Regions from separate parts of the Sus scrofa genome. Here region 2 is linked to region 1. The links are chromatin contacts, called in public HiChIP or PLAC-seq maps. All regions are on one chromosome and are shown on one strand. The core of a region is the stretch at or near the end of the contact, and the rest is flanking DNA. Distances in the headings are between cores, read along the strand shown. Region 1 overlaps COL4A1 (collagen alpha-1(IV) chain). Region 2 overlaps RAB20 (ras-related protein Rab-20).

Region 1 (5,343 bases), core at 460-2,959:
CAGGCGGTCAACGGCCAGGTGAGCCGCAGCCCAGGTTTCCGGGGCCATGAACGGCGTCACTGCAGGTTGGCCAGACTCCACCAGCCCTTTCAAGTCAGAAGAGGAACGTGTTTTGGACAAAAAGACAGTACTTCCATGTTCAAAGCTCTCTGCTTTGAACGCAGTCTGGGACCGCGCCATCTGATGAGCGGGTGCGAGCAGAGAGCTGTGATTTACAGATGGTCTAATTAGTAGACAGCAGGAGAACAGGCTCTCGCTCCACCCGGCGCGGGCCAGGCTCCGGGTACCCGCAGGTGCAGGTGCTCTGAGAAGGACGAGATACCCACGCGGTTCTCATCATTCCTTAGAAATACAACAGTCCGGACTGAGGCTTGGGAAAGACCCACTCAAGACTCACTTCCACTAGGGACTCTCAAACCTCTGCTTCGCTGGCATTTTTTCTTTTTCCCGTTTTTATTTATTTATTTACTTATTTATTTATCTTTTGTCTTTTCAGGGCAAATGGAGGTTCCCTGGCTAGGGGTAGTTGCCGGCCTACGCCACAGCTCACAGCAATGCCGGATCCTTAACCCACTAAGCAAGGCCAGAGATTGAACCCACAACCTCACGGTTCCTAGTCGGATTCATTTTGGCTGCGCCATGACAGGAACTCCTATACACATATAGTTTTTAAACCGCAAAGGCAATCATATTATACAGTGCCTTTGCAGCTTGCTTTTTCATCACTTTGCCAAAGATGAAAATCTTGGCGATTTCCCCAGATCATTATGTATCAATCAGTCTACCTTATTTTTGCAGGTGTAAAGAGTATTTCATTCCATGGATGTGCTGTAACTCATTGACGCTTAGCTTTTCTGTTAATTTACCTTCAGAGTTCGCTGGCATTTCTCACCTGCCCACAGGAGCTGTTTCCTCTGATCGGTGCAGTTCAAGCCAGCGCCTACCATCATGCAGACGTGTGACCAGTGCCCCGATCCTCTACCCCATCCCCAGGCGAGGCTGAAGAATGAGGGAGCACGTGCCACGCCCGAATCCTACCCCATCCAGGAGGCTGGCCCTTTATTTATGCTCTTGGGCCTCCAGGGTCACTGCCTTCTCAGAATAACACCTGTTTTCTCGGCTGGTCACTGCCTCTCTGCCTGTGACTTCTTTCCTGTGCAGCTCTCTCACCTCCCTAGGTAACTTGAAGCTTCCCTTTTTTTGGACACTGCAGGGTCCTAGACTCTGGAACAATCGCTTTACATATATATGGGCCCCTGTTGTCAAAATACTGGAAAGGCCTCTTGTGGGAAAAGTCTGAATGGTTCCTTCCCAAGCCTGTGGCAGAGTAACTCCTGGGAGTAACTTCCATTTCCTCCTACCGCAAATAGTTGCGAAAATCAGGTTATTGAGCAAAAGAAGAGCTTAACTTTTGGCTTTTTCTGAGTAGGCAAGCCTTCCACACCCCACTCAGCGTCAGCGGATCACATTCCCGCATCGCTGAGCGCTCCGGAGAGACACAAAACCACGTGCACAAACCCAAATGAGCTACCTAGAGAAAGCATCTGAAGATCCGCACGGCCGGCCAGGGCAGGGGGAACACCAACAGCTCAACAAAGACTGCCAGCCCGCAAACGCTCGTGACGCCAACGCGTGAACCCAGAACAAGATGCCTCGTGTTATACTGCTCGCTGTGGGTTATCAAACGACTGAGGACCTACGGCACTGACATTTACTCATGATGTGTGGAGACTATAAGACGTTCTAGCAATTAATCATATCTCCACGGAAGGGAGGCCTCCGCCAAAAGGGATTTGGCAATTTATCCCGGAGCTCTGCCAACTTCCACTGGCGAATTCTGAATAGCCAACACGCTAAAGTGTTTCTCAAGGGGACATGTCTCAGAAACAATGATTTCCAAATTTCTCAAGGCAGCTGACACTCTGTCCCAGTTGTGTAACTTGAACTCTCTGGGAGCTAGGTGGCTTCTACTATCCTATGTTTTAAAACAAGTCAAAATTCACTGAACTGTTAGATTTCGGAGAAGAGCAGAATAAAGCCTGTGAAAACTGGAAACACTGGTCAGTAGCTCAGAAGCAGGCCTGTGTCTGGAGCACTGGATGCTCGACCCTTCCTTTAGTTTAGCGTGTGCGCCTGAGGAGCATGGCTAGAGCTCGCCTGGGGATGGGGGGGCCGAGAGGAAAACCAATTTCTCCTGCTGACGTGCCAGCCAAGAATACATTTCTTTGTTATCTGACCTTGGGATGAGAGAAATGGAAGCAGATCTGAAGGGCCAGCTCCGTCAAAAGCTCTGGGAGTTTCCCATCGTTAAACTGATTGTTTCAACATCACGTCCAAGACAATGGGTGGAAGTTTAAAATTTCCTTTCAGCAGCAGGAAGGCGCTCTTCCCGCCTCATGCTATGTGAACCACGGGGCCTGAAATACTGCTGCTCCAAGGGAGGAAGGACGGAGCTCTGATTTCTGTGAAAAGGATGCAATACCAAATCATGCAGCTATTCCCCTGAATTTCAAGAGGCCTTCTGAATCCATGCGATAATTACAGCTTTTAAAACACGAACTCAGAAGGGTTGAAGCTGAAGCTTGCCCGTGTTATACTGTGAACAGTCTTCATTTTTAAATAACGTTCAAAACCCAAAGCGGGCCGTGGTGGAGATGGAGCGAGGTCAAGCCACGAAGGATCCCAGAGGCCCTGGGTCTCGGATGTTGGATCCACTTGCCAGGGAACCTTCCGGAGGCTTGGCGGTGGGAAGAACAGGACTCCACACCTGCCAGCCCAGGCCCAAGGGGAGTTCTTTCCAGCTTCAAGGCCAAGGTTGGCCGCAGTGGGAGGCGGGCCCAAGCCTTCCTCACGAGAAGGCGGCCCTGTCTAAGGGCTCATGTCTCAATACTCTGTCTCCTCCACCTTCCCGGCTCAGCCTCCCGTGGCCCAAAGCAGGGGGCAGGCCTACAGGGCGTGTTCCCGTGTCCTGAAAAGCGCAGGCCTGGCCTCAGCTGTGCACCGGCAGCCATAGCCAGGTTCCCTCAATGCTCGGATTTGAAAAGGGACTCTAAGACCCTTTCCTGGGGCGGGGGGAGCGGGGGGAGTGAGATGTGACCTGCCTTCTTTAAAGATGTGTCACCAGCTCTGAACTAACGTGGGCCAGGTCGCTGACGAGCTGTCACCAGGTCATGAAGGCAACCACAAACGTTCAGAGAACTACACACTCCAGGATAAATCCACCTTGTTAGAGACAGTGGGTAGATGGGGGGCGAACAGTAAATGAATCGGGCTGGAAGACACAGGGACAGGACAGGAGGTCTGAGGAGCACCAGAGCCATTGGGGAGCCACTGGGCCTTCGGCCTCGGAGGGAGTGGAAATCGAGAAAGTTGGTGGGGGAGCTCCGGTTGTGGCTCAGCAGTAGCGAACCACAAGGACGCGGGTTCGATCCCTGGCCTCACTCAGTGAGTTAGGGATCCGGCGTTGCTATGGTTGTGGTGTAGGCCTGTAGCGGCAGCTCCCATTCGACCCCTAGCCTGGGAACCTCCATATGCCATGGGTGCAGCCCTAAAAAGACAAAAAAAGAGAAAGAAAGTGGGTGGAACGGACTCGCTCTCTTTCCGAGCGAGAAACGCCCGCTCGGCCTGCCGGGCTCCAAACCTGACGCTTTAAGTTACAAGAAAAGCAAGCGGGGTTGACACAGGTCTTCGTGTCCCACGTGTGACGTCTGAAGAGCCCCGCTGCGTGGTTCGAACGCGTTCTTGGTTAGCGCGGCTGCGGATGTGTGTGATCAAGTTAGACAGACGCCCCCCAAGGAGTGCCTGCGGTGTGGGCACGTACTCGCCTCTGCTCCCGAGCATGCTCCCCGGAACTGGCTGCAACAGCTCCCCGAGGAGGGGCCTCACAGTGTGTGGAGACCACGCGGGTCGTGAAAGGCATGGAGATGCCTCCACCAACTTCACTTCCCCCACAGCCCTCCGGGTGAGGCTGGCGCCACCCACTGTCAGCCTTTTTTGTTTTGTTTTGTCTTTTTGTCTTTTCTGGGGCCGCACCCATGGCATATGGAGGTTCCCAGGCTAGGGGTCGAATCGGAGCTGCGGCCGCCAGCCTATACCACAGCCACAGCAACGCAGGATCCAGGCCACGTCTGCGGTCTACACCACAGTTCACGGCAACGCGGGATCCTTAACCCACTGAGCGAGGTCAGGGATCGAACCCGCAACCTCGTGGTTCCTAGTCGGATTCGTTAACCACTGCGCCACGACAGGAACTCCCTATTTTTTTCTTAAAGAATAACATTGGTGCTACAGCAAATGGCTGAAAAGAAGTGAGACATTTTTCCGTAAGGTGGAACTTGCTGAATTTCAAAGGTCTACTCCATCAGCCCCGGGCAGGCCAGGGCAGGAGAAGGAGTCACGCCCTGGTCCAGCCGAAGGACAGCTCCACCTCCCTCAAAGCGGGCGCTGGTCCACGGGGCCCCTGCCTCCCCGGAGGCGGCCGCCTGTCCCACTGCCTGGCCCCCGGCCACGCTGGCTCACATCCGTGCCCCGTTTCCACGGTGAGCCCCAGACAGCTGTAGGGTGCTGCACTGTCCCAGGTAAAACCCTCTCTCCAAACCCCTGAGAGCCACGGACCCAAGCTGCCTGCGAGAGCAAAGGACTTCCACCCAGGTCTGGGATGCTTGAGCGGCGGAGAAGAGAAGCACTTGCTAGCAAAACAGTTATAACTTTACATCTGGAAAACAATAAATATTTACTATTTCTGTAAATAAATCTGGATGAGCACGTCAGGAATTTCAAAACTGTTTAAAAATACTCATTTGAACAGAAAGCTCTCAAGTTCAGTAGAAACTTTTTCTTCTCTCAGAAAAAGGCAAAGTTTAGTTCTTAGGCACCCATTCCCAAGAATCCCATGGACTCAACAGATTTCCTGCTAAGACACTTGTTCCTTCTAGAGCCAAAAAAGGAGAAAAAAACCAATTCACTTTTTTTAATGTTAACTGCCACCAATAATTATTATCTTGGGGCAACAGCTGTTAAGAGTCCTCAAAACTATTGCTAAGCCTGGTTCTGCTTCATTTTATTGCTCTGGGGGAATTACTGAAATAGCAATGAGGCTTAAACGTGACTTGCGGACTCTTTGGTTGTGTTAGTGAGGTGTCTAGCCGCAATGATGGTGATTCAAGAGGACTTGTCGTCTGATGTGGGCTACTCACCTTCTGTCCCTTCACTCCGTGGCAGTCACATTTCCCGCACCCAGAGCCAGCACAACCGCCCTGGAAGTAAGAGAAAACATCGGTAAATAAATAGAAGAACACTTGCAAATTGAGTCAATAATTGAACGAAAATGATTTTGGCAACTTC
Region 2 (5,211 bases), core at 765-3,264, 240 kb after region 1:
TGACTGTGACATGGAGCAGGCAGGCCCAGGCTGTGCCCAATCCCAAGAAAGGTGCGGCAGCAACACAACCAGCCCTGCAGCCCAGACCTGCGTGGCCTTATCTGCATGTCACCTCCTGCCGCCTTCTTCCTGGCCCTCGGCGCCCAGGTACAGCCACAGGAAAGCCGCAGGCAACACTGCCAGGGTGGGAGTTGTCACTCAAGGAGCTGAGACCTGGGGCCACGGGGTAGCTAACCAGAGTTCATCAGATTGGGGTCAATTAGGTTCAGAATGTGCTTCTGCAATTGCTGTAGAGAAGGTGCCTGGCCCGGTAAACCTGCCTGGTCGACAGGCTTTGAGCAGTGGAGACAGGAGTTCTCGTTGTGGCTTAGAGATAACAAACCCGACTAGCAACCAGAAGGACACAGGTTCGATCCTGGCCTCGCTCAGTGGGTTAAGGATCCAGTGTTGCTGTGAGCTGTGGTATAGGTCACAGATGTGGCTCAGACCTGGTGCTGTGGCTGTGGTGCAGGCCAGCAACTATAGCTCCGATTCGAACCCTAGCCTGGAAACCTCCATATGCCATAGGGAAAAATAAAAGAAAGCAAGAAAAGTGGGGACAGAGTGTCCTCCCACAGGCCGGAGGCTGTTCACAATGAGCCAGACACCGCCGCTGATACGGATCACATGCTCACCGCCCAGGCAGAGGCTGCACAGAGGAGCCACGGGTGCAACAGACACACACAAAGTATTAAAAGCATCCTCCAAGCCCACTGGCTTTCCCTGTTTTAGGACAAGCGGCCAGCGAGACAGAAGGCCCTCCGCCCCACACCCTGTGCCTGCGTCCTCACCGCTTCCTGCAGTCAGCTGAACCCTCTTCCCCTGACCAAGCCAGCTAGTGTTCCCTTCTGGACAGTCAGGGACACAGCTGTGCCTAAGGTGTCACTGCAAGTGCCAGGCATAGTGTCAGGCTAGACATACGTGCACACGCATACATGCACACCCACGCATACACACAGGCACATGTACAACGTGCATGTAAAAAACACACGTGCATGTGCACACACATTGAATACCTGCTTGCACACTTTCATAACACGCATGTGGAGTGCACAACACGCATACACGCTACACACATGTGTACACACGCACACCCATACACGTGTGCCCTTACATGCATGTGTTTACACACATACATGCAACATATGCACACAGATACACATACGCACACAAATGCACACGTGCACAGGTACACACGTGCACACACACACACACACACACACCTGCTCACGTACACTGACATACACCTCATCCCCCCCCACCAGGAGCGGTGCAGTTCCACAGATCTTGAAGCAGAGGCCCAGAGCCCCCACACAGCTGCTCAGGGACCCCTGGAAATAAGCAGCTCGTAACCCCGACAGCGACATGAACACCTGGGCAAGGAAATGCCTGATGGTGAGGGCTTAACGGAGGGGAAGGGGGTTCTGATTCTGTCGGGACAAGAGGGAGGTGTGGCCCAGCACTTTCTCAAGCTGTTCCTCTCTGACACATGTGAAAAGACACTTGCAGGGTAAAGTCGTGACTCTCAAACAGATGAGAAAAAAATAAATGCACATTAAAGGTTCTCTCACTTACGGAGGGAGCAAGACTGATGCCACAGTGGCTCAAAGAGGCCCAGAGGGCACAGGCGTCCGCGGGCAGAGACGCAGGGACCCTGGGCGTGCGGAGGACAGTGCAGGGAGGGCAAAGTGCAAATGACTGAAAACTGCCTTTTATTTTACGTCCTGCTTTTTAGGGCCACACCCACGGCATATGGAAGTTCTCAGGCTAGGGATCGAATCGGAACTACATCTGGGACCTACACCACAGTTTATGGCAATGCCAGATCCTTAACCCACTGAGGGAAGCCAGGGATCAACCCACATCCTCATGGATCCTAGTCGGGTTCTTAACCCACGGAGCCACAACAGGAACTCCAGACTGCCCTTTCCAGGAGGGAAGGGAACCGTCACACACCCTCACCTCTGACTCAGTCCCCCAGCATTAACCTCGCTGTGGCGACAGAGCCAGCCCAAGGCGGACCTTTCTGGGACCCGCCACCTCGGTGCGGCCAGGCTTCTGCGGCTCAGGGGCACTAAGCAGGGTGCCCCTTACATGCAGTGTGTTCGTGTGTGTGTGATTGTGTATCATGCCCACAGCGTTCCTCCCGGGCTTGTCTCTCTCCAGGGCAGGTGTCACTTCTGTGAAGGGAGGTGAGGTGACCAAGTGCATAAACCCAGGGCCCCTTGCCCTGGCCGGATCTGGGGCTTTAGGGCAACTGCCCTGGTTGCCCCTGGGCTCCTGGAGAGGGTTACAGGCGTTGAAACACATGCAGAGTTGGGATTAACCCAGGATTCAGTAAGATCCATGGAAGCAACAGCTACGGTTTGGTGACGGAGCCTGGGTTGGGGGAGGCTGTAAAGGAGACAACTCATTTTGTGCGGGACGCTGAGGGACAGCTCATCAGTCCATGCAAACAGTATTTAGGCATCCTTGCAAAATCCATGCTTCATTCTCGAGCATTTACTTTCAAATACGGGTCAGCATGGTTGGAACGAAAGAGCTTCTTCCATGGCGTGAAAATATTCATCTACCATGAGAACGCTTGATGCCCACGAGGCTGTTCCCAATTAAAAAGTAAGAACTTTCAAAAAACAAACAGGGAGGCGCTCCCATCATGGCGCAGCGGGAACAATCCGACTCGGAACCATGAGGATGCGCGTTCGATCCCTGGCCTCGCTCAATGGGCGAAGGATCCGGCATTGCCCATGAGCTGTGGTGTAGGTCACAGACGCAGCTCAGATCCCACGCTGCTGTGGCTGTGGTGTCGGCCAGCAGCTACAGCTCCGATTGGACCCCTAGCCTGGGAACCTCCATATGCCACGGGTGCGGCCCTAAAAAGCAAAAAGAAAACAAAAACCAGGGAAATGGGTCAGCAGGGCACGAAAGTAAATGAAGGCCACCTGGGCAACTTAGTTAGAAGACTGTGGTCTCGTTTCTCCTTTTGTTATTTTATCTTCTTGAAGCAGAGCTGCTGTAACCATGTTACAGGCATATAAATTCACAATTTTTAAAGGTTATACTCCATTTATAGTTATTATAAAATATTGTCTATATTCCCTATGTTGTACAAAACGTCCTTGGAGCTTATTTTTTTCTTTCTTTTTTTGTCTTGTTAGGGCCGTACCCACAGCATATGGAGCTTCCCAGGCTAGGAGTCGAATGGGAGCTACAGCGGCCGGCCTGCACCACAGCCACAGCCACAGCAATGAGGGATCTGAGTTGTGTCTGCAACCTACGCCACAGCTCACGGCAACGCCGGATCCTCAACCCACTGAGCGAGGCCGGGGGTCAAACCTGCAACCTCAAGGATACAAGTGGGGCTCGTTATCGCTGAACCACAATGGGAACTCCCCTTGTCACTTATTTTATACAAACAGCTGTACCTCCTGATGCCCTACCACTGTGCTGCCCTCCCGCTGGCCGGCTCCCCGCTGGCAACCTCCCGCTCACCCTCTGTATCTGTGGGTCTGTTTCTTTTTTGTTATATTCACTCGTTTGTTGTATTTTGTAGACTCCACGTAAGCACGACACCATACAATATTTGCCTTTCTCTGACTGACTTCGCGTAGCCTAATGCCTTCCAGACCCACCCGTGTTGTCGCGAAGGGCAAAGCGTCATCCTTTGTGTGGCTGAGGAGTTGCTCACCGTCTTCATCCTGCATCTTGCCCCCTGTTCCTCTGCTGCTCCCAGAGCTTGGCGACTGGAAGTGGTGTTGCCGCCATCTCTGGGTGCGTGAGTCTTCCCGAATTAGCGCTTTGAACACTGTGTTCACTGAGCTACCAATGTTTTTAAAGTTTTAAATAATTCAAATAATTTAAGGCAGACTAAGAGATTAGATAATACCATAATTCTAAGCTTCAAGCACTATTCGATGTTCTCGTATCAGCATCCCATACAACCGCCTTCAACAGCTTTATTTCATTACTTATGAAATGCTGCTTAGACCGGGACGCTTTCCAGAAAATGCCCTCTCTGGAAATCTGCACGGCCGGGACGTTTAATAAAATCCTAGGACTCCCACGCAGTCAGTCCTGGGGCATTTGGCCAGCGTGAGTAATAAGTGCGCTTCTGATTTTCAGAAATAAGGACAGAGCAGAGGCCACAGCGCCTCCCCATGTTCTCCCGTCCCCGGGACACGGTCGCTGTGTGTCTGAGGAGAGACCACGGCCACACGGAGCCGAGGAGAAGTGCCCTGGAGCCGCCGGCAGATGTGCCAGCCCAGGCGCCCCTGCGGAAGGTCTGCTCTTCAGAGGGGCCTTGAAACAGGCAGACGCTCCCAAGGCCTCCGTGAGTTCTTACCCTGCGGGCGAAAGGCAGCTCACATCAGAGGGCAAAGGACCATCGGGGGAGGGAAAAGTCCTGAGCCTGCAGGTGGGTGGACGGGAGGCCTGGGCCCAGCAGGCTCGCCGTCCCCTCCCGGCCCTGCCCGCAGCCCTAGTTCTACAAACACACCCCAGAGCATCTTAGGAAGACAAGGTCTTTTGTTTCCCCACCAAAAAAAAAAAAAACCACAAAAAACCCACAAAGCATTTCTTCCCAACCAACGCTCTGGCCAGTCAAGGGCTCTCCCTCTGTCCTGAGGCTGGCCTGGCCCCCCAGACACGGCGCTGGCACCCACCCACAGCGCCTGGGCCGCCTCCTTCGGCCAGGCCTGTGCCCAGGACGGGGCCTCTGGGTGCCGGAGTTCGGTCCTCGGTGGAAACACAGCCCTTCCACAGCGGGAAACATGAAGGAGCATCAGGAACCAAGGGGAAAGTGAGGCCCCAGCCCCGTACCCGCTTTCCAAACGCAGAGGTAACCTGAGGTAACTTGAGATAACCTGGCAGTCCCTCCAGCACAGGCCCCCGGAGCAAAAGCTATAAATGCAAACGCTAATAATTGGTCATCCAGAAACACCCAGGGGCCCAGCCCTGCTCAGAGGGCCTGGGGGGCCAGGGGTGGGCCTCACGCTCCCGGCCGCCCCCTGCTGTGCTGCCTCCCTCTTCGGTTCTGTTCTGTCTGGCACTCCGTCCTCACCTCGGCCTGGTCTCCGTGGACAGTGTCCCACGGCAGGGAGGCCCTCTGCACGTGGAGGCACAAAGTTAAGTGGCAGGGCACCCACGCAGGCTGGGAAGGGTGGAAAGGGGCCT

What was found. HiChIP or PLAC-seq counts read pairs in DNA pulled down with a chosen protein or histone mark.
Region 2: an H3K27ac HiChIP or PLAC-seq map of alveolar macrophages shows a contact between it and region 1. The contact joins two enhancer-like sites. A contact is called at or near these places in 1 of 5 promoter capture datasets (liver) and 2 of 2 datasets of contacts at active chromatin or transcription factors (alveolar macrophages and skeletal muscle).

The regions. Positions count from the first base shown.
Region 1 is chr11:76,936,377-76,941,719 of Sscrofa11.1, forward strand. COL4A1 (collagen alpha-1(IV) chain) reads right to left here. Exons shown (of 54, transcript XM_021065910.1): 2 at 5,196-5,255. Among named protein-coding and RNA genes, the nearest start is that of COL4A2, 58 kb to the right of the region's middle. Within about 2 kb of position 1,710, at least 21 of the 83 cell types and tissues checked have an H3K27ac peak or open chromatin away from gene starts, as enhancers often do. A contact at or near this core is called in alveolar macrophages, where this site is marked.
Region 2 is chr11:77,173,492-77,178,702 of Sscrofa11.1, forward strand. The region is part of intron 1 of RAB20 (ras-related protein Rab-20); the gene reads right to left. Among named protein-coding and RNA genes, the nearest start is that of RAB20, 13 kb to the right of the region's middle. Within about 2 kb of position 2,015, at least 3 of the 83 cell types and tissues checked have an H3K27ac peak or open chromatin away from gene starts, as enhancers often do. A contact at or near this core is called in alveolar macrophages, where this site is marked.